Linked DNA regions of Mus musculus: regions 1, 2, 3, 5, 6 and 7 are each linked to region 4. A link is a contact called in public Hi-C, HiChIP or PLAC-seq and promoter capture Hi-C data. All regions are on one chromosome and are shown on one strand. The core of a region is the stretch at or near the end of the contact, and the rest is flanking DNA. Distances in the headings are between cores, read along the strand shown.

Evidence for each region. Promoter capture Hi-C pulls out the DNA fragments that hold promoters and counts their contacts. Hi-C and Micro-C count contacts between places; a contact is called where the count stands out from the background. HiChIP or PLAC-seq counts read pairs in DNA pulled down with a chosen protein or histone mark. Capture Hi-C pulls out chosen DNA fragments and counts their contacts.
Region 1: a contact with region 4 is called in a promoter capture Hi-C map of hippocampal neurons, with 4 times the contacts expected there. The contact joins the enhancer-like site here to the promoter of Serp2 in region 4. A contact is called at or near these places in 8 of 39 promoter capture datasets (the 3T3-L1 cell line, the C10 cell line, cranial neural crest and 4 more), 2 of 484 Hi-C or Micro-C datasets (cerebral cortex and uterus), 1 of 115 datasets of contacts at active chromatin or transcription factors (pancreatic cancer cells) and 3 of 9 other capture datasets (adipose tissue, liver and pancreatic islet).
Region 2: a contact with region 4 is called in an H3K4me3 HiChIP or PLAC-seq map of stem cell-derived neural progenitor cells, with 4 times the contacts expected there. The contact joins the promoter of Lacc1 here to the promoter of Serp2 in region 4. A contact is called at or near these places in 3 of 115 datasets of contacts at active chromatin or transcription factors (embryonic stem cells and stem cell-derived neural progenitor cells) and 1 of 9 other capture datasets (adipose tissue).
Region 3: a contact with region 4 is called in an H3K4me3 HiChIP or PLAC-seq map of embryonic limb bud, with 6 times the contacts expected there. The contact joins the enhancer-like site here to the promoter of Serp2 in region 4. A contact is called at or near these places in 10 of 39 promoter capture datasets (the HPC-7 cell line, cranial neural crest, embryonic stem cells and 5 more), 1 of 484 Hi-C or Micro-C datasets (bone marrow-derived macrophages), 12 of 115 datasets of contacts at active chromatin or transcription factors (acute myeloid leukemia, astrocytes, craniofacial prominence and 9 more) and 4 of 9 other capture datasets (adipose tissue, embryonic stem cells, liver and 1 more).
Region 5: a Hi-C map of bone marrow-derived macrophages shows a contact between it and region 4, with 15 read pairs. The contact joins the enhancer-like site here to the promoter of Serp2 in region 4. A contact is called at or near these places in 7 of 39 promoter capture datasets (the 3T3-L1 cell line, the C10 cell line, HPC-7-derived erythroid cells and 3 more), 2 of 484 Hi-C or Micro-C datasets (bone marrow-derived macrophages and uterus) and 3 of 9 other capture datasets (adipose tissue, liver and pancreatic islet).
Region 6: an H3K27ac HiChIP or PLAC-seq map of the NIH/3T3 cell line shows a contact between it and region 4, with 9 times the contacts expected there. The contact joins the enhancer-like site here to the promoter of Serp2 in region 4. A contact is called at or near these places in 18 of 39 promoter capture datasets (the 3T3-L1 cell line, 3T3-L1-derived adipocytes, the HPC-7 cell line and 12 more), 13 of 484 Hi-C or Micro-C datasets (the AML12 cell line, the C2C12 cell line, Sertoli cells and 9 more), 13 of 115 datasets of contacts at active chromatin or transcription factors (the NIH/3T3 cell line, craniofacial prominence, embryonic fibroblasts and 9 more) and 4 of 9 other capture datasets (adipose tissue, embryonic stem cells, liver and 1 more).
Region 7: a contact with region 4 is called in a promoter capture Hi-C map of pancreatic islet. The contact joins the promoter of Gpalpp1 here to the promoter of Serp2 in region 4. A contact is called at or near these places in 1 of 39 promoter capture datasets (liver), 1 of 115 datasets of contacts at active chromatin or transcription factors (extraembryonic endoderm stem cells) and 1 of 9 other capture datasets (pancreatic islet).

Annotation. Positions count from the first base shown.
Region 1 is chr14:76,950,043-76,953,009 of GRCm38.p6, reverse strand. No RefSeq gene overlaps it. Among named protein-coding and RNA genes, the nearest start is that of Lacc1, 85 kb to the left of the region's middle. Within about 2 kb of position 1,434, at least 100 of the 459 cell types and tissues checked have an H3K27ac peak or open chromatin away from gene starts, as enhancers often do. A contact at or near this core is called in adipose tissue, cerebral cortex, hippocampal neurons and 2 more, where this site is marked.
Region 2 is chr14:77,035,357-77,038,290 of GRCm38.p6, reverse strand. Lacc1 (laccase domain containing 1) reads left to right here and starts at 1,674. Exons shown (of 8, transcript NM_172488.2): 1 at 1,674-1,794; 2 at 2,301-2,479; 3 at 2,886-2,934. It overlaps Ccdc122 (coiled-coil domain containing 122), which reads right to left and starts at 1,519. Exons shown (of 6, transcript NM_175369.4): 1 at 1,320-1,519.
Region 3 is chr14:76,857,192-76,859,941 of GRCm38.p6, reverse strand. No RefSeq gene overlaps it. Among named protein-coding and RNA genes, the nearest start is that of Gm30365, 21 kb to the right of the region's middle. Within about 2 kb of position 1,316, at least 34 of the 459 cell types and tissues checked have an H3K27ac peak or open chromatin away from gene starts, as enhancers often do. A contact at or near this core is called in bone marrow-derived macrophages, embryonic limb bud and second pharyngeal arch cranial neural crest, where this site is marked.
Region 4 is chr14:76,555,315-76,558,315 of GRCm38.p6, reverse strand. Serp2 (stress-associated endoplasmic reticulum protein family member 2) reads left to right here and starts at 1,629. Exons shown (of 3, transcript NM_001160326.1): 1 at 1,629-1,885. The coding sequence starts at 1,802.
Region 5 is chr14:76,930,004-76,932,959 of GRCm38.p6, reverse strand. No RefSeq gene overlaps it. Among named protein-coding and RNA genes, the nearest start is that of Gm30365, 94 kb to the right of the region's middle. Within about 2 kb of position 1,294, at least 12 of the 459 cell types and tissues checked have an H3K27ac peak or open chromatin away from gene starts, as enhancers often do. A contact at or near this core is called in bone marrow-derived macrophages, where this site is marked.
Region 6 is chr14:77,006,992-77,009,890 of GRCm38.p6, reverse strand. No RefSeq gene overlaps it. Among named protein-coding and RNA genes, the nearest start is that of Lacc1, 28 kb to the left of the region's middle. Within about 2 kb of position 1,445, at least 11 of the 459 cell types and tissues checked have an H3K27ac peak or open chromatin away from gene starts, as enhancers often do. A contact at or near this core is called in the C2C12 cell line and the NIH/3T3 cell line, where this site is marked.
Region 7 is chr14:76,109,433-76,112,209 of GRCm38.p6, reverse strand. It overlaps Gpalpp1 (GPALPP motifs containing 1), which reads left to right and starts at 1,395. Exons shown (of 8, transcript NM_026177.3): 1 at 1,395-1,593. The coding sequence starts at 1,506. It overlaps Nufip1 (nuclear fragile X mental retardation protein interacting protein 1), which reads right to left and starts at 1,319. Exons shown (of 10, transcript NM_013745.5): 1 at 884-1,319; 2 at 213-286. The coding sequence starts at 1,277.

The DNA.
Region 1 (2,967 bases), core at 185-2,684, 390 kb before region 4:
AATCTGAAGCAAATGATACAGAATAAGATAACTAAAGAGCTCCTTATGCCCCTCGCCCCCCGCCGCCCCCCCGTAACAGAATAGGCAGGCAACAAGGCTAAGCGCCAGTTCTATTATTGACTGGACTCTAGAACATCGAGACTAGGTCTAATGCCAATCACTGCATTAAAGTGAAGCAACCAGACCCAGAGTATAACCTACACCATTCTCAATTACAAGTTCCATACTCCACCCTGACACCTGACACCATATTACACCACAGCCACCAGAGCAGCAAGAATCCCCCATCTCTGCACTTCTGGTAAGACCCACCTTCTATTTCTAAATCAAACAGGAAGAATCTACGGGTCCCATCTTTTTCTGCCTTCATGGTAACTTTGGTCTGGACATTTTTTTATCTTCTCTGCTTTGGCCCCTTTATTCCTCTAACAATAACCACCTAAATCAGTCATCCTCTCAACAGGAAGTGAAATTATTGAGCACTAATGATGATCAAACATATGAAGCATGAGAAAAAAAGATTAACAAAAAGCTCTTGGTCCTATGTTGCCATGTAAGTTTAAATCCTTGAGTGGTGTTGGATAGTAAATGAAGAATCATAGTATAAATACAGAGCAGTAACTGTGATGGGGAGGTGGCAGAGAGGCATACAGTGTGATTACATCCACAGAGAGACATCTAGGAGGAAAGCCAACCAGGAAGACTTCACAGGGAACACAATGACTCCACCGAGCTGGGCTCTCAAGGATGGAAGAACCTGGAGTTCTTGGCAAATTGGTCTTTTCCCTTATGAGGCCATAACGCAATACCTCCTAAGTCAGACTAGAACCTGAGAAAGCAAGGATCCTGTCAAACACGAGGCTCTCGTTCAACAGGCTCATCTACCCATGTTGGCACACAGGGCCTCTTCATTAGAGAATAAAAAGACAAGTTTCACTAGACTAAAAAGACTGAGACAGGCGCTCTGCTACGGTTGCTGAAATGCTGCTTGATAATTATATAATATCACTGAGTCCTGTCCTGCCATAGAGAATTGTCAGTGACTTTCTTTAAACATTTTCCTCTGATGGCTTTTCTGTAGCTTCCCTACTAACGCCTACTTCCAATCACTTCTCCAAGAGTTCAAGGACATTTGGGGCTTTAAGGAGTAGCTATTTCCTTTCTCCTCACAAAGAAATCTGCTTTTAGCCCACAACTAGAATGGACTTGGCTATTTAATTCCAGTCCCAAAGGAACGCTGATGTGTAAGTATAATTGTCAGGTGACACATTCTGCTTTCTGGAACTCCCAGGATAGAACTTAACAGCAGTGAGCAAGGGGACAGTTTGGCATTTGTGGTTGGAGAGTCTGATTAACAAGCTCCTTTCTAGGGAACAAGGAGTGCCAGCTGCCTGGCACTGGCTACTGACGTTCTGTGAGGGACCTTGGCAGGGATATGTCGCAAACCTCCCTGCAGAATTCCCCAAGCTAAGAGAAGCTCATGAGTCACAAGTTAGACTGCTCTGGCAGGCTCCTCCTCTTCGAGGGAAACTTGTGTGGCTCAGGAATTATAAAAAGGAAAATAAAAAGCAGCTATAGATTGGGGAGGCAGTACAAGGATGTGTGAGTATAGAACGGGGGTTCCCAACATTCCTAATGCTATGACCCTTTAATGCAGTCCCTCATGTTGTGGTGACCCCCCCCCACATGAAATTATTTTTGTTGCTACTTCATAACTGTAATTTTGCTATTTTTATGAATTGTAATGTAAATATCTGTGTTTTCCAATGACCTTAGGTGAGCCCTATGAAAAGATCATTCAACCCCCAAAGGGTCTCGACCCACAAGTTGAGAACCACTGGAGTACAGAGATGGAACGGGATACAAATGTGTAGATGCTGAGTCCCTATTCCCAGGGAGAATGAATAAAGATCAAACTTTAGTTCAGACTGTTTAACATTTCTTGCAATTGATCAGTGAAGTCCAAGTCACACCCCAGTGCACTCACACATTAAACAGGGTTGATGGGTTGTCAAATAAATTAATGTGTGAAATAATCAGCTTAAGAACTTCACATGTAGGAGGAATTCAAATCATTGCAAAAACTAGTGGGGCTGGTTGATGTTGAACACAGGAAGAGAAAGTTTAACTGTATTTACCTAAACATACACACACACACACACAAATTTTGTTTAATTTTTCACATGTGCTGTTTCCTGTGATGTCACTGTGACTTTTCTTTGTCCACTTTGATGAATTTATTTAGTTTTTAATTTCTAGTGCAAACAAAACATGTTCATGAATAATTCAGAAGCTAGAAAGCAACAGAAGGGAAGAGAGAAGGTCACAGGGAAATTCTAACCCAGGTGAGTGTTCTTGAGAATGTTGTCCACGTCCCTGCAGGAACCTCTGTGTGTCTCTAGAATAGACAGTGATTTTTAGCTCCATACTTGTTACAAGGTAAAACGCTGTCATGGTGGAGTGAACGCATAGACACCCTTTGTTCCTTTTGCAACACAGCAAAGAACTCTTGTTCATTTAGTATGTCCTCGGTGTGCTTTATCTTTCAGATGATGGTTCAGTGAAGAATTTGCTCATGGAAGGGGGAAGATGGAGGTGGGGTGGCTCAGAGGGGTCTGACTCTTCTGCAAATGATAGTAAAGTTTTTGGTTGACAGTAGAGAAGGATGCTGAGGAGAGACCACCTATTATGATGTCGATAAGAGAGAACACAGGCTCTGTAGAGGTGTGCTGCTGTGGGTTAGGAATCACACATCCCTTCTCTGGTGTTTTCTGAAAGTTTGCTAACTTTTTGTTGTCAGGCTGTTTGTGTGATGCTACTAGATTGGACCACAGTGTCATGTGTGACTTCTTTGATTTACACATAAGTGGGAGTTTCTCAGTTTCATCACTATTTCATTCCTTTGGTCATACCTGTGTGATAGAACTTCTCTCAAGTCAACAAGTACAATGTACAAGGCCTGCTTCT
Region 2 (2,934 bases), core at 425-2,924, 480 kb before region 4:
TGAAAATCCCAAGGAAGCTATTCTGCGAAGTGAGGCAACCAGGCCTCCAGGAAGGTTATGTTTAAGCTTGAAGGGTATTGAGCAACCGAGAGCAGGTCAGCTCACAAAAGAAACGTGTTCAAAGGACAACAAGCAGCAAATGTAAAGAATTGTCGATGGCCTACGATAGAACAGCCTTTACTTGCATGGCTTGAGAAGGAGTTTGTTGTTTGTCTTCCAAAATGAATTATGCATGTGAATCATCTGCGAGATAAAAATAAAAAAGCAGAACAAAACAAGCCCAGGCCTGACTCCCATAGACTCTGAGTCAATCTGCAGCCGGGGTGTGGGGTACCTACTCTACTATTAAGTTCTACTTGTTCCCATGTGCAACCAGGATTGAGAGGCTCTGTAGTAGCCTGGGAAAGGGGAGAGAGTGTTAAGAAATGCAGCCCAGACAGACCAGATGCTGAAGGAAATGGTATGTAAATACATTATCACAACTTCCCTAACAACTTAGCTATTTTGAAAGTTTTGTTACTGCCAGTGCTGTTGCATGAATGAATCCTGAGCTCTCATCCTTGGACATGAAAACAAGAAAAAAAGCTTCTAAACTTGCTTTTAAAAAAAAAAATCCATTTTCCTTAACAGACAGCAAGTTTATGCCAAGGCATGCATGTCTGATCAGATCTGTGTTATCTATCCCTCAGGGTTCCTGGAAGTGTCCAGCGAGCATTCAATGTGTGCCCTCTGAAAGTGATCACACGGCCTGGAGTAGGTTCTATGTGGGCTGGTTACCTTGGCCGCTAGTCAAGTTGAGATGGGTGCACACTTAACAAGACTTCTAGACTCCCGGATCCCCTAGAGTCTTCTCATTCAGGAAACACTTGAGCACTTGGAGGAAGACCAAGGAAAATGAAGGCCCTCTCCTTCCTCCATTGCCAGTCCTCAGAAAATGCGCTTTCTCTTACCTTCTCATATATTTTGAAGAGTGGGTATTTTTCCATTTACAACAGTACTTGATTTTCAAATTGTTGTTTTTAAATAAATAACATTAAACCCTTGGGGGACAAAGGAGCCTTAATTTTTATCTTATTGCTACTGTAAGAATGAATGCATTCCGTCCTGTGAGGGGACACACTTGGGGGGGGGGGTAAGAGAAATCGACGTTGCCAACACAAGTGAACAGTCAAGGATGTTGGTCCCAAATGAAAGTACAGAATCAGCCGAAAGGGGGAAAAAATGAAAACTAACTAGAAACTTAAAAACTAAACAAAAAGTGAAAAGAAAAAAGAAAAAAAAAAGCCACTCCCCCACAAAAGTCACCAGAGTCCCCTTACTTGAGCCCGGATTGGAGGGCGCTAAGTGACAAGCTGGCCACACTGCTGGGTCAGCAGATCCTTCTGGAGTCGCCACGGCCCGCGGGGAGAGGGGACGCTTCTTCCCTTCCCTTCCGGGCGCCTCACGGGACGCGCTCGCCCGCGGCTCTCCGGGCCCCCGCGCCTCAGCGCCCGGGCCTCAGGCGGCCTCCACGGTGACTGCGGGCGCTGACCCGGAACTGCTGAGCGGCGCGGGAATCCCCCGCAAGGGGCTCGGCCTTGCGTCTCCAGGGCGCCACCTCGCGGCCGTGGCGGGAACACCCAAACCCGGGCGCACGCCCGCGGGAGCCCGAGGCCGCCGGGAGGCCCGGGGACGCGGTGAGGCGGGCGGACCGGCCGGCCGGTGACTTTGGGAGCCACTGGGGTTCGAGCGCCGAGCCTGCAGCTCACGCCCCAGCTCGCGGCCGCCGAGGAGAGCGCGGGAAGCAGCCCTGCGGTGAGTCCCGGGCGGAGGGGAGGTCGGCGCGGCGACGGGACGGACGGACGCACACCGTGCAGTCCAGGCTCCTCCGAGGTCGCCTGCACGGCTGGCGGAAAGAATGAATGAAGGCGCCAGTGCCCTACGGGGCGGGCGGAGGTTGGGGTGGGCGTCGGGGTGAAGGCTCAGCAATGGTAGGTGTCAGAATTGGGGGTCACAGGGTCGGCAGAGGGGAGCTCCAGCCTGGACAGGGAGTTCAGAGAATCTGCAAGTGGTCAGAAATCGACCCTGATCCAAGTTGCAGTGGCTTTTGGGATTATCCCAAGTGCGGAGGACTGTGTAAACCTGGGGGGAAAGCCCAGCCTGTGGGCTAGCTTTTACCTTTAAAAAATGAGTGTGTTTGTTTGTTTGCTTGCTTATGGTGACAGACACCTTTACTCTTCTCTCTCTCTCTCTCTCTCTCTCTCTCTCTCTCTCTCTCTCTCTCTTTCTTTCTTTCTGGTGACATACACCTTTAATCCCAGCACTTGGGAGGCAGAGGCAGAGGCAAGCAGGTGTCTGAGGTCGAAGCCAGCCTGGTCTACATAGCTAGTTCCAGGACTGCTGGGGCTGTTAGACAGAGAAGCTCTGCCTCGAATCCCTGTCCCAACCGCAACCCCAAAGAAGATTGGCTGCTGATACTGCTCAACTTAATATCCTAAAGGTGAGACCTCAGTATTTCATGAGATGTGATCTAATCTTATAGACATGATGGGGATAATGACATAACAGATTTACATCCTATAATTAAAAAGACTTGATCTCAGACAACAAGTAATTTTGTACTTAAAATCTGCTATAAGGAAAACAAAGCATAATTTCTATTCTATAAAAATGTACCCAGCTGTTCACAAAATAAAAGATGGCTCTGCCCTTAATTGTCAGGATGAATGGTGCACTGGCTTTTCTGCTCTGCACACTACATTTATTTTGGTTACTTTTTGTATTGATGCAATTTACTTCCTATTTTTATTTTTATATTTATTTATTTATTTTTGTTCACCACAAATTTCGGTTGTATCTATAAGAAGATCGAATTTATTGTTATTTGTGATCACTTTTCTTTACAGCTGCTATGGCATAAAAAGTCTTTGGGGCAAAAAAGACTGCCTGATTGAA
Region 3 (2,750 bases), core at 67-2,566, 300 kb before region 4:
TAAATGGACTTAACAGATATTTACAGAGCATTCCACCCAAATACAAAAGAATATACCTTCTTTTCAGCACCTCCTAGAACTTTCTTCAAAACTGACCACATACTTGGTCACAAAGCAAATTTGAACAGGTATAAGAAACAAAATTGAAATCATATCCTATGGATAAAAGCTGGACATTAGTAACAGAAATCTTATAAACTCACGGAAACTGAACAAGTCACTCCCGAATGAAAAATAAGTTAGGACAGAAATTAAGAGAGGAATGAAAAACATTTTAGAACTGAATAAAAATAAAAATGCAACATACCCCAAAATATGGAACACAGTAAAGGTGGTCCTAAGATGCCAGTTCATAGCATGAACTGCTTACATTAAAAATAAGAAAGAAAGGAAGAAGGAAGGAAAGAAAGAAAGAAAGCAAGCTCCTATATTAGTACCTTACCGACACACCTGTACACTCTAGAACAAAAGAAGAAATAATACCCCAAAGGAGTGAAGAGCAAGATTCAATCAAACTAACAGCTAAAATTTGTAAAATAGAAACAAACAAAAATAATACAAAGAATAAATGAAACAAAGAGTTGATTCTCTGAGAAAATAATCAGTAATGACTCCTGTTTGTTTTCAAACGAGAAACGGAAAAGTTTTGGATCCAGATGGGAGGGTAGGTGGGGAGGAACCTGGAGAAATTGGGGGGGGGGGGCGGGAGATAGAAAACTATAATCAGAACATATTGTATAAAAATTAATTTTCAGTAAAAGAAATGGAAGATGTGTTGGAATTTGTTAATAGATTCAATATGGAAGTCTGTAAAGGAAAAGAATTAAGATTAATCACTGAGATGCTAGTTGGACAGTTGAATGGATGATGGAGATATATATATATATATATATATATATATATATATATATATATATATCCAAAATCAGGAGAATGGAAAATAGACTTTTAGTGAGGAAATCGCACATTTGCAACATTAAGGTTGATGTGCCAGCAAGGCATTGGAGTAGAGCATCAGCATTTACACATGCTCCTCAACTAATTTAAATACTTTTGAGTTCTTACTTCCTGTAGGAACTGAACCTAATGTGGAATACACAGGGGAGAGCGGGGCCTCAGCCTCATGACATTTACAACCCTTCAGGCAGGACAAACACTGGGCAAAGAACTAAGATGCTGGGAGAGTGAGGAAAAACTAAGGGACTCAGGAACGAGGAGGCAGGAGGGAGGGCTGACAGTCCTAGTGGTGACTGAAGGTACCATTTAAAGTCCAGCTCTGAAATACAAATGCAATTAGCTTAGTGGAAAGAGAGGGAGAGAGCTACAGGCAGAACATGTGTGGGACATGTGTGGTACCCCGGGGCAGGAGAGGTTAGAACTTTCCAGGAACCACTTCCTTAGGACTAATTATTTCCCAGGAGAGGCCAGTTCGTGTGGAATTCCTGTTATTGGGTTGGTTTCCGTACTTGTCCGAACATGCTGGAATAACCAACAGCAAACCCAACCCACACACACAGTCCAGCCAGAACTATTACTACTGAGTCTGAAAGCTCTTGGGTCATTCTTTCAGCCCCAGAGCTCCTTGTTACGGACCACAGAGCCCTGGCAGGCTTCTTAATTTTCACCTGCCGCTCGCAGAATCTTAAAGAGTGTTGCAGGAAAATCATGTAGTACAAAAGATGGCAAGAATTAATAAGGAGGTACTAGCCTTGCCTTGAACTATAGAGACACTTCAGGGAATGAAGGTGAACAGAGAGAGAGAATAACACGTGTTTGGAAGTGGCACACATTTGGAGAAGGGGGAACTTATGAACTAGTTTATTCATGAAACTCCAACAGCATCCTTTCTGGAGACCATGGTCTTTCTCAGCTGCAAGAGGGCTCCCACATTTGGTAACAGCTGTGATTTTTTTTTAACCAGTGGTTTTCTTCAGATTCACCAGTGCTAAAGGCTGATGTAATGATCTAGTGATCCCACCAAGAAGAGAATAGGAACCTCCAGGAGCCAAGCTTAAGATGGGCCACAGAACTTTGCCTCCAGCAGCCATGCGTCCATAACCTTCACAGGAAGTACAGAAGCAAACCACTTAGAGGAAGACCCTGGCCCTTCAGGAACTCTAATATCCCCAAGCCCCATACCCTCTCCAGTCCCAGAGTCTCTGCCATTTAGATTCCCTCAAGCTTAGCTTTCCCCCAAGACTGATTGGCACAATCAAGTTGTCTTTGGTTGATTCTTAAAGTGTGATTGCATAAAGACAGACAAAACCAAACAAACAGACAAAAATAACCAACTCAGTGCCAATTGTCAGAAAATGAAGACAAGAAAGGAGAAGGTAGAGTGAGGCGAATCCTAGAAAGCAGAAGTGAACCTATTGTGAAACTGTCTCCCATGAGTCCCAGTATTCATCGCAGCTTCCAGATATTGGCACCAGAGACCACAGCTGAGTGATAATTAGGCACCAAGCAATCCTAGCTCGCTCGTCCCCCCCTCCCCACCCCCCACCCCCGTCTACTGTCTATTGCTCTTCCTTAACAGTTTAGAAAAGTCAAAGCATTGGACGTGCAACCCGTGTGGAGGAACACTGGAAACCTGGAGCCTGGGCTTTGTTTCCTTGTCTCGAGAGAGAGCCCAACCATTTATTTACATGAAATCAAAACAGTGCTGCGAGGAGGGCTACAAATAAGTAGAGACAGGGTTTAAAGCCTTAGGATTCTGGATGGGTTTGCAATGATGGACACGTGTTATGCAT
Region 4 (3,001 bases), core at 380-2,879:
TCACGGGTCCTGCAGCCGCACCGCTCCCCACAGTGGTCCTTAAAATCAGGGACCAGAATAGGTCAGACTTAAGTGGTCCTGTGATGTTGGTGGCTGCTCATACTGTTAATGAAGCCAGTAGCTGCTCATTCAAGTGAAGAGATTTCTAACCAGTTGATAGAAGGGTATATTGGCTGGTTTTGTCTAACTTGACCCAAGCTGGAGTCTTCAGAGTGGAAGGAGCCTCCGTTGAGAAATGAGACTATGAGCTCCAGCTGTAAGGCATATTCTTAATTACAGATTGAAGGGGAGGCCCCAGCCCATTGTGGGTGGTGCCATCCCTGAGCAGGTGGGCCCAGATTCTATTAGAAAGCAGGTTGAGCAAGCCAGAAAAAGTAAGCCAGTCAGCAGCACCCTCCACAGCCTCTGCATCAGCTCCTGCTTCCAGGTTTCTGCCCTGCTTGAGTTTCATCCCAACAGAAACTCTAAGATAAACCGTATCCTAAAGAGCTCTTCCTAGCTTTCTACCCACATAAGAAATTCTACCCATACCAGAGCCTATTGAAGCATCCTCCAGGCACAGATAGATAGGATCAGAGATGCATCCGACATATCTGGTCTACACAGCTCTCACTCCTTACCCTTGAGTGCTATTTTGTATTGTCCTAACCCTGGACCACCTCTTCCCACTTCTCCAGATGTCCCTCCTGAGCTCCAAGGAGCCATATTTGTTGAGGAAAGATAAGCGGTTCAGCCCCCACTCCTCCCCTAGCTAAATCTCGGGGTCAGCATCTGGATATTCAAATATTGATTTTTGTCCTTTCACTGCAGAGAAACTCCCAATGCTGTCTGGGAGCTCACACTTAGTACCCCATAGAACAGGGATGCCTGAAGGTCCAAGATGCCCCAAGACAGTAGTGGTGGTGGGGCAGTGGGGGATAAGAGTCCAAGCCTGGTCAACACTTTGGTTATGGGCAGTGGCCATCCATTCTTCCTGTACTGTAGGCTCATGAACCCTTTGCCCTCTATGCACTCAGTGGTTTCTGGGGCAATCTGCTAGTGTGATGACCACCACTGCCAAGGTGAGGTCTGGTCCAACTCCACCCTCATCCACATTTTTCAGGGACCAGAAAGAGGCTTCTTGGCTCTTCGTCCCATGTCACAAAGGGTCTCTTTTTGCACAACCCAACTTGCCAAGTGGGGTTTCCTCAGACACCTAAAGGGCAGGTTCTTTTGGGGTGTTTCCCAACAGTACTACCCAAACCTGGCCAGGCTCAGCTCTGAGACTCAGCGCTCGATGCCTAGGGTCTAGCCTTCAGCTTGAAGCACCAGCGCCCCAATCCCTGCCTGTCCCGAGGTGGTCAGGAAACAGTCAGAGGTCACCAGGCTGGGTGCGGCTGCGTCCCCACCCCCCACGCACGCACAAACGCCGGGTCGCCCGAACCCTATGCCCCGCAGCGTTCGATCTCAGGACCCGGACACCCCGGGCCACGGTGCCCTTGGGCTTGGCGCGCGGCGCTGTGTCAGCGCCCGCCTCTCGCTTCCCGCCTCCTGCCTCGGTGGCCGCGCAGGGTAGGTAGCTGGGGGGACCGGAAGGATGGCGAGGAAGTCGGAGAGGGTTTCCTGAGATGAGAGATTACTTCCGTCCGCGCGCTGGCCTCTCTCTGGAGCCGGCTGGCTGGGGCTCCGGGAGCGGGGTGCGCGGGGCTCGGCCGTGCCTTGCCACCTGCAGCGCCCGGGCAAGCCGCGGGGCGCTGCGGCTACGGCTCACCCCGGCCATCGTTGCAGGTGGGAGTCGAGAGCATCCCCAAGCGCCCAAGCCATGGTGGCCAAACAGCGGATCCGGATGGCTAACGAGAAGCACAGCAAAAACATCACCCAGAGGGGAAACGTAGCCAAAACCCTGGTAAGGCGGGGGCGGCGCCGGCCGGGCCGAGCTGGCAGGACCCGCGGGGCGGAGCGGGGCGGGGCGGGCGGGCCGTGGGCTCGGAGCCAGGCCTCCCGGCCCCTCCTCCGGGGTCCCGCAGGCTGGGGGACCCAGCGGGGCTCTGGGGGGCGCAGACTGCTCTGCTTTCTCGTGGGCGGAGAGGGCTCTGGTTGGTGGAGACTCCCCAAGAGAAGGAGCCATCGTCCTTGAAAAAGGCTAAAAGCTGCATCTTAGGGGCCAGTGAAGCCAACTGGGCTGGGAGCCTACTAAGTGAATGAATGAACGAAAGGATGAACGAATGATAGAATGCCACTTATCCACAGCTTCCAGGCTCCGCCCCTGGACTCTCTCCCCACCCCCATGCTAAGATTTTTCTTTCCACCCTTTTTGTGATCGTCTGTCTCTTCTCCCTGTGTGTGTGTGTGTGTGTGTGTGTGTGTGTGTGTGTGTGTACATATATATTATATATATGGTATAAAAGTAGGGCGTGAGATTCCGAGCTACATTTCTCTTCACCCTCCTCTTTCTCTTGCAAACTGAAGCCGCCTCAGCCAAAGCTGAGTGCATCGTTACTGCCTATAATTCACCGTATGGATTCTGGCGCATTATGATGCTGTAACTGTAGCGACCAGCTTAGTGCCCGAGGTTCTTTGCTCCCAGACTGTGTATTAAAGCTTTACCCCTGGAATCTTAAGTAAACTGTGTACCTTAAGTGCAGAGATTTCCTTTAGGAAACCAAGTTATCTGCTCCAGAAAATGTCAGGCCTGTGACTTTGAACCATCCAAGGCTTGTGTGGGTTTGCATCGTTGCGAAGAACTGGTTTGCAAAGGCGCCTGGAATCTATTAGCCCATACGATTATGGGGAAGTCCAGCCGAAGCTTGGGTTTGTCTGGAAACGCAGACTTGATGAGGCAATGCCTTTTAGCAAAGAAATTATGTTGGTTTGATTAACTGAGGGGAAAAGCTGGCTGTGTAGTCATCACACCGGAATTCTTGTTAAACCAAGCAGAATTGTGGCAGAGAAGCCATGGCGTCAAACTACTCAGAGCTTTGTACACAGCCCCAGGCTGAGGTAACCCTTAAAATTCCTTCTT
Region 5 (2,956 bases), core at 45-2,544, 370 kb before region 4:
GAATATAATGGTAACTGTTTTCATCTACCTGAGGATGTGGGCTGGCCCTGGTTTTAGAACTGCTGGCACCTTCAGAGGCAGGCATTGCAGTCGTACAGTAGCACATAGCTCCTTGTCATCCCAACCTTTGAATGTCACATGTGGACTTTTTTTGACCTGCTGTTTTTGCTGACAGAGCTACCTGTAGGTATCTTCCACATCTGAGGTGGCTTCTTGCTCAGTAACAACTTCTACAATGTCACTTTTCTGGCTCTTTCCTCCTGTGAGAAGTATAGCACCTATCAATACACTGGTCTTTAGAGATTTGGTGATGTAGAAATTCTATCTATTGTTAACAATCAAACCAAAGGGGCTGACTAAGGGTCTGTAATATACAACTCTGGAGGCAATGGAATCAGATCTTGCAAGGATAAACTTGCTCTTCAGCTTTCTGGAGAACCTTTGAGTAAAGCTCATACTTAGGACTTACTATGCCTTCTTCAGTCAAGCAAACAGTTGCATGCTCACGGGTCCTCTTGGTGGGCTTATGCCACTCTGAGGAGCTTTTTCCTTGGTAGCTAGCATCTTCACTCCTTCAGATTTTCCCATTGAAAACATCCCCTGATGTTTCTGGCTTCCCCAAAACCTTTGCAGATCACTCCTCTCTAAATCTCTGGGTGTGTTGGAGATAGCTCAGCAAGTAAAGGCCCTTGCCACCAAGCCTGATGACTTGAGTCTGATCCCCAGGACCTACTTGGTGGAAGGAGAGAGCCCCCACTTGTACATTATCCTCTGACCTCTACACTCCAAGCCTGTGGGCATGTGGACATACGTACACACACACAGTCTTCTGACCTTCATGCTCCAGGCCTATAGACACACACACAATAAATTCACGTGGAGAAAAAAAAATCCAAATCTCTTCATATTCAGTTGGCCTAGTCTAAGCTTGTTTGAAGCCATGTTAGAACAATTGATACATTCAATTTGATTTTTTGTTTACACATTACTATGTTTTTTTGTTAAGCCATACATTCTACCCATTCCAGGTGCATAGAGAGTATAGTTTTAGATGTCACCATAAAGTTGAAAACCACAAGTTCTGCACATAGTTTATGATATTCAGGAAAGCTGATCGGTGCTCTGGGGTATGGGGGGGGGGTCATATTTAAGTTGGCTGAGAAGACAGGAGACATGATTGCTGGAGGAACGGAAGGCCACAGGGCTCCCTTTCCAAGCTGTATTCCATTGAAAGTGCCTGTTCAAAGCAAAGGAGAATCATTGTGACTCAAAGCCCTGATAATAGCATGTGACAGATATTTGACCACTTCCTGCTTTGAGCTCTCAGTCCAGCTCCTTAAGAACATATGTCAAGCAGACCTCAAAACACACTCAAAGAGGAATTTCATCTATAAACAAAGTCTTCAATGAAGTAAAATCCCATACTGAAGGCAGAAAGGCCACTCTCTTCAAGCTTTGTTGTTCCCACAGCACAGGGAACATTTTGTTCAATTCTTTGATTGAAGATGGATGGGAGGAATGAAACCCAGTTTGGTTTGGGAACTTAGCTACAGTATCATTTTGTCAAATTCTGTAATACTTTACATGTAGGATTCCATAGACCTCACCTGCTACTGGAGAACCAACGGGCATCATGGGAGAGAGTCAAACAGTCAGTCTGCATGGGCAGTGGAGAGCCTTGTGTTAGAAGCATTCAGGACTAGAGAGGGAAAGGCATGTCCTACATTCTCATGCACACGAAGGCATAACCTGACCCAGGTATATTCCAACTGTGAATGAAGAGGTGCTTATAACAGGGTTTAATTGTACTCATCTGGAATTTCGCCCCTCCTTGCAGTTGTGGGATTTAATTAATCCTCACCCAGAGGCCAGGCTCTTCAAGGCAAATGCCATAGAAGGGCAAAGAGTTACCTCAATGTGGCTTATAGCTAGATTCAGCCAGTTTCTATTTTATTACTATTCTCTATTGTTTAGAGAACCTTGCTGAACGATTGGATTGTATTTGTGCCTTGGGGCCCTTGAGAGCAATTGGAAAATACATTATAGAATAAACCACAAGATTATTAAAATGACTTCAAGCAGTAGGAATCTAATTTTTAGAGGAGCCTGTAATGTCTGTATTTATTCACATTCCATCCCTTAATTATTCATGCTCCATATTTTGAGAATAAAACGTATGTGTTCTCATCTAATTATCTCATCCCCCTCCACTGCGTAAGCCCTTCTTCATTTCTCATCTGTGAAGCAACCCTGCCCTCTGACAAGAAATTTCAGGGGGACAAGTAATATAAATGACAACACCAGAATTCCTCTCTAGTCTGCTTATCCTCCAGCATGTAGCCATTTCCCTCCTAAAATGGATACTCCCTTAGCCAAGTAGAGCATGGCAGACCTCACCGTAGTAGGAAAAGGCTTAACGCAAGGATTCCTCCTATTGCTCTTTGTTTCTCTTGGTTCGTATCCATCTCTGCCCCTTTCTTCTCTGAGGTGATGGTCATTGGGCTGTGCTACCATTTGATTCTAAAAGGACTCATGTGTTAAAGGCCTGGCTACCAGATGACAGCTTTCTGAGTTGTGATTGAAACACAAAGGTTACAACTTCTTCAATGGTTTGATTTGTTGATGGGCTATAGGGGAATGGGCTAGTTAGGAGGTAGGTCCTGGTTGGAGCTGGTCCCTCAACACTGCCTAGGACCTTAGGCAGTGACTCTAGCTGCTCACTGAGCTACCTTGAGGCAAGAAGATTTCTCTACAGTGATTTTTCTTTTTACCATTTTGCTTCAACATAAGCAAGTAGTGAACAGGGCCAACCTACCTATGAAACCCCCAACCTCAGTAAAAACAAGACAAAACAAAAACAAAAATCCAGGTTCTGACAACAGTACTTGCCACTGAACAAGACTGGTAAGGAGGCCTAGGTGATATCCTAATTTGGTTTCTGTTGCTAAGCAACTCA
Region 6 (2,899 bases), core at 196-2,695, 450 kb before region 4:
GTTTCTTGTTTCTCCTGTATGGTTTGCTATCTAATTTCCCAAGAGTCATTTAATAATATTTTGGTGTTTCTTTGATTCACCACATGGCACTGGTTATTGCTGATTATAATGGGAGATCTGGCTCATTTTCTTAAAACATTATTCAGAATAGCTTTCACTTTTACCGAAAATTGCAAAGATAATAGAACGAGTCATATTAACCCCACTCCTAGTGTCTCTGAACATCTTACATTAGTTTGATTTACTTCTTGAAATTAATGAACTGGTGTTAATACACTATTATCAAATAAAATCCATACTTCAGTAAAATTAAATTTCTTTTCACCTAATGTCTTTTTTTTTGATGACCTAATATTTCAGCCTTTTCTTTGGGGACCCCATCTAGGATCCCCCACTGCATCTAATCAGAACTCCTTGTGTTGATCTTAGCTGTAACAGTTTTATGATTCCAGGATGTTGCGTGATCACCGCAGCATTGAGCTGTGTTAGTCAGGTATTTTGTTGAGTATCTCTCAATTTGGCTTCATCAACTCTTCCTCCATGGTTTAATGTACAATGCACTGAGTTGTGCTCAATCTCAGCGAGGGGTGTGGAATCCGCACAAATCGTGTGAAACCCTATCTGGGACGTTTACTATTTATCTCATCATTTATAGAACATGGTCTTTTGAGTAGGTATTGTTGGGTTATAGACATATTGGTTTATTTTTGTGGCCCCAAAGAGCCATTTGGAGCTTCTGTAGACGGATTCCCACGCATCTTTGATATAATCCCATCCTTATTCCTTTTGAACTACAGAGCTATAAATCACTTTATTTACTAGGATTACCTGATACTTTTTAATGCATCACCATGATTCAATTTTTAAAAACGTTGAGTGTCTATTGAAAGCAGGGCCTTGGATTAGAAATATTTTTTAAATCTCTTATGGTGTCTCTTCAGATTTAAGAACAGGTGTGTCCTTTTCAGTGGAGAATCGTTTCAGTGACACCGAGGCCCACACAGTTTACTCCAGCATGACCCAACTTGGGCGCTTTATTTACCTGGCTGTGTTCATAACCAGAGAATCTGCATGCAAATCTTAAGGACCCCTTCATTTTCTTCATGTCTAAGTATGCATAACAAAAGTCCAGAACTTTGGGAGTTGGGGGGGGGGGTGCCAGCCCTGGGTCCAGCCCCAATACTACTTAGTTTCATGACTGTAGTGACAAAATAACACAAATTACTTTTTTTTTTATGATACCTTGTAGATACTGGGTGCTGATTTTAGAAAATGCACATCATTGAGGATGTAGGTGTCTCATGGTGCCCTTAAACTGAACACAGAGATTTGACCCTCTTGGTTTGCATGATGTCATGGGGCGTGGGGGGTGGGGGAGCGTTGTGTTGAATGAGAAGGAGCCATGCTTAGCAGTTGAATAAAACATTGGGTAGACTGCCACCAGGTGGCAGAAGCACTCTGATTGGCAAGGACACTCCTAAAGGACTTGCAGGTAATTAGCCAGCTCTTCCTCTTAGTCACTGCTTCAAGTTCAGATGACAGGAACAGGTCTGAATGTACAATTGAGCTTTATAATTTCCTATCAAGACACCAGCGATCTTTCAGGTTCCCAAGCAGAAGTCTTTGAGTTATTTTTGTTACATCTGATCTTTTATTTATTGAGAGATACTGCCTGTTCTGACCGGCTCCCCCGCCCCCCCCGCCCCCTACTTCTTTGCTCCTTTCGCAAAACCTCTGATTCAGATGTACCAAGAAAAAAAAAAAAAAAAAAAAAAACTTTAAACTGAATGCAACTTTCCAAGTCTGAGTCACTGCTTGTGAATTTTTTTTTTATTTGAGACCCTTCTTTCACCTCACCCATGCTCTGCAAATAGGAGTTACTTTTATGGTTCAGGGTTGGAGGTATTGTATGCAATATATATATATATATATATATATATATATATATATATATATATATACATACATACACACACACATATATACACACACACAATAAATATATATATGCACAAAATATATATGTACTATATATATATATGCACTATATATACACACATATATACACACATATATACACACATATATACATACACACACACACACAGCCACTCTTACACCAGACTCTATCTCTTCCCTCCTAGTAGAAAAAGCCTTGTCACAACATGGAGCTCTGCTCTGTTACAGGCAATGGCTAGGCACAGTAGGGACTCATGTGCTTCTTGCAGAGGAAGTCACGAAAACATTGGTCCTGAGGTTGAGTCTGAAGGTAATTCAAACAGTTGAAATGATCATAGAGGTGGGTTGAGGGGAAATGGCGTGATCTTTCAAAGCCCGACACTGTTATTTAGGTGTATAGGGCAGTGGTTAGAAATGATATTAAAATAAAGGGGCAAGAGACCACATTATGGGGGTGGCTGAACGACATGCAAAGAAGTTAGGACTTTATCTTTTGGGCATTGTTGTAAGGTCTAGAAAGAATAATAAGAAAGATAGACTTGCATTTCAGAAAGATGCCCCCATGGTTTTATAGAGATTCATGAGAGGGGAGTAAGATCTACCGCATGGAAACCACATTGGAATGACCACAGAGCCTGGATGGGTGGCGGGGATATTTAGACCTAAAACAAAGTAAGGAAAGGGCAGAATAGCACTTGTAAGTCAGCAAAGAATCAAGTCTGATTGAGGTAAATGGCTGGGTGGCCACCAGGTTCCTGGCTAAGGTCACTGGATGAGTGGGTGGTGATCTCATTCATTAGGACAGAGGATACAGCAGCTAGGAAGATTATATTGGTGATATGAGAAGCTAAATTTATTTTGGGAGCATTTTTATCTTATGTATGCCAATCAGCTTCACATATATATATGGAAGGCATCAATAAATGATGCATTATTGAGC
Region 7 (2,777 bases), core at 146-2,645, 450 kb after region 4:
GTTTTAATGTTCTTTCTTTTCCTATAATTTCATCATTTATTTTTCAATACTATTTTGTTTCAACATTTTACTTATAATTAAGTTCCTTAAACATACTACCCAAGTAAAGCTCTCCATGTCCACCACAGATGTGAAACACTGACAGTTACAACTTAATATATAGAGCAGTAACATTCAAGTTCAAAAGGCCACATTTATCATCTTGGAATTACCTTCGTTTTCTGTTTTCTGTTTTGAGGCAAATTGAATTTTGCATCATGTGATCGTGGAAAATAAGAATGTGTAACTAAAAAAGAAAAGAGGGTTTCATTTAAGATTGCAAAGGTACAATTGTTTATTGATCATTTTTTTCTTAGATTAAAAACAAAAACTGTGTAGGTAGCATGGAGTGCAGGTACTCTTGGAGGCCAGAAGAAAGCTATCGGCTCCTCTGAGGCTGGAGTTACAGGCAGTTGAGAGCCCAGTGTGGATGTTGAGAACCGAGCTTTGGTCCTCTGCAAGAGCAATAGAGTCTCATCGCCAACCCATTTCTCCACCTCCCCCCCAATCAATCCTTTTCTAATGCATACATACAATCATTACTTCCTAATACCTAGTTTTATCTCCTGTATCGCGTCTTCCTACACTGAGGGGATAGGAAGCTCTCAAAAGGTATGGATTTTTGTATGTTTTGTTTACTGCTATGCAAGTAGTCCCCAGTTTTATAGTTGGGTTAAATTAATAAAATTTTGGATGAGCAGGTGGCAGGAAACCTAGTGAGACACATTTTGAATACTCATTACCAGCCTCCAAAACTACAGCGCAAAGCTGAGAGATAAAAAGAGAAAGCTGGGAGAGGAAAGAAAGAGAAAGTAAAGTAGGGCCACTAGGAACTGCAGCTTACCCGGAGATTGGTAAGACGTGTGGTACGTGGAAAAACCATTAGGAGACAATCCCCAGTACCAAGGCGTGGAGGCTTGCAAATTCCAGGCCTGCTGGCCGCTGAACTGAGATTGAGCATCGGGCGGAGCCTGGGCATCGAAAGGAGGCTGCGCCGCGGGAAGAATCTGAGCATCGAACGGTGGAAGCGCTCCGGAGGGAGGCTGGGGCAGCACGTGAGGCTGTCCCTTCCGGCTCTGCTCCGAGCCCGCCACTGGGGACGACAGAGGAGGTGGTGGCGGCGGCAGCATGGCCCAGTACACCCAGTTGTCCCGCGGCGGCGCAGCTTCGCTCGGAGTCCCGGGCGCGGGAGTCAGATCCGGGGCCGAAGGCCACACGGCGGGTGCCGGTTCAGCCATGCCACCTAGCAAGCAGCGAGCCCAAAGTGCAACTGTGGAACTATCATTAAGCGTCACTTCCGTTACAGTAATCTGGCCAATGAGCCCATCGCGGGCTTACGTCATCAGACAAAGCCGGAAAAACCTTCGGGCCTTGCAGCAAATCCTGGTCTACACCGTCCAGCCTGGGTTTAGCTAAACTGCGTGTGCAGGTTGGCTTGGGCTTTGAGCGACTGTGCGTCGCAGCGAATGGCTAGGGACCTGATCGGGCCGGCACTGCCGCCAGGCTTCAAGGAGCACGCGACAGTTGAGGACGAGGAACGGGACCCGAGCCCGGGTAAGCAGCAGCGGGCGTCTGCACTCCCGGGAAGGACTGGCGACCACCGTGGAGTGGGCGCGGTCCGCCCTGGGGGAAAAGCTGGGCAACGCCTGAGTGTTTGGGACCCGATCATCGTTAAAATGACTATACAGTCCCAATTTGCTATTATTACGAATAGGACTGTGCTAACTGATCAATCTTCGTCCGGTCGTCTGTTTAACCCTTCCATCAACTGTATAAGAAAAGATGATGGATGGTGCATGTGTTACAAATGATGACAGCGGCTGATGAATCGGTGCCTAAGACACGCAGCTAGTCCGTGATGAAGCCCAAGTTAGAACCTAGTATCTCTATATCTTCAGATTTACAAGACTCTTGCCAAAGATCCTGTGCCTCTCTCCTCCCCGGCCTGACTTCCCGACCTCATTCTATCATTCCATCTTACACAGCAGCCCAGTGCCCACACAGTTCGAGTTTATGCTTTGACGATAGACTTTTGGGGGTGCTATGGTTGTACTTAAATGCCTGACAAAACGTCCTTCATATACCAGTTTAAGCGTCACCTTCCCGAGCATTGTCACGTCTTCCTCCGGGTTTTCCTCTCCCCAGTTACGCTAATATTTAACACATTCTGTTCAACTAATTTGTGGATATCTCAGTCTCCACCAATTCACTGTGTCTTGCAACCTTAACATGCATCTATGCCACATCAATACCTCGCACACTCTTTCATGCTTTTCCGGCTTTAGTGTTTGTTCCAGTTTGAAGGCCGGCGCTGACTCTACTTGGGAAAGAACAAAACTGACAGAATGTTGATCTGACTTTGTTTTTCTGGCTACCCAGAGACTATGTCTCCGGCAGATTCTTCCTTCCAGATCTTATTTCTAGTGCCGTTATTTTTAAAAATTCCCTTTATTCTTTGTTTTAGGAAGGAAATTTCTACCCAGTTAGGTTGAAGAAGTATGAGTGAATTCAATTTGGTAAATCCCCTGCAATTTCTTTACCTATTGTACAGGTAACAGACATTTGGGTAGATTCTGGTTTTGTTTTTGTTTTTAACTCTTACAAAGAGTGCCACTATGCACTGTGTATGTGTGTGCATGTGTATCTATCTGTCTGTCCGTCTATCTATCTCCTCTGTTATACACCCTCAGTTTCAGAATCCTACCAGTTTACCAAAGCCCTCAGTGAGTATAGGAGTT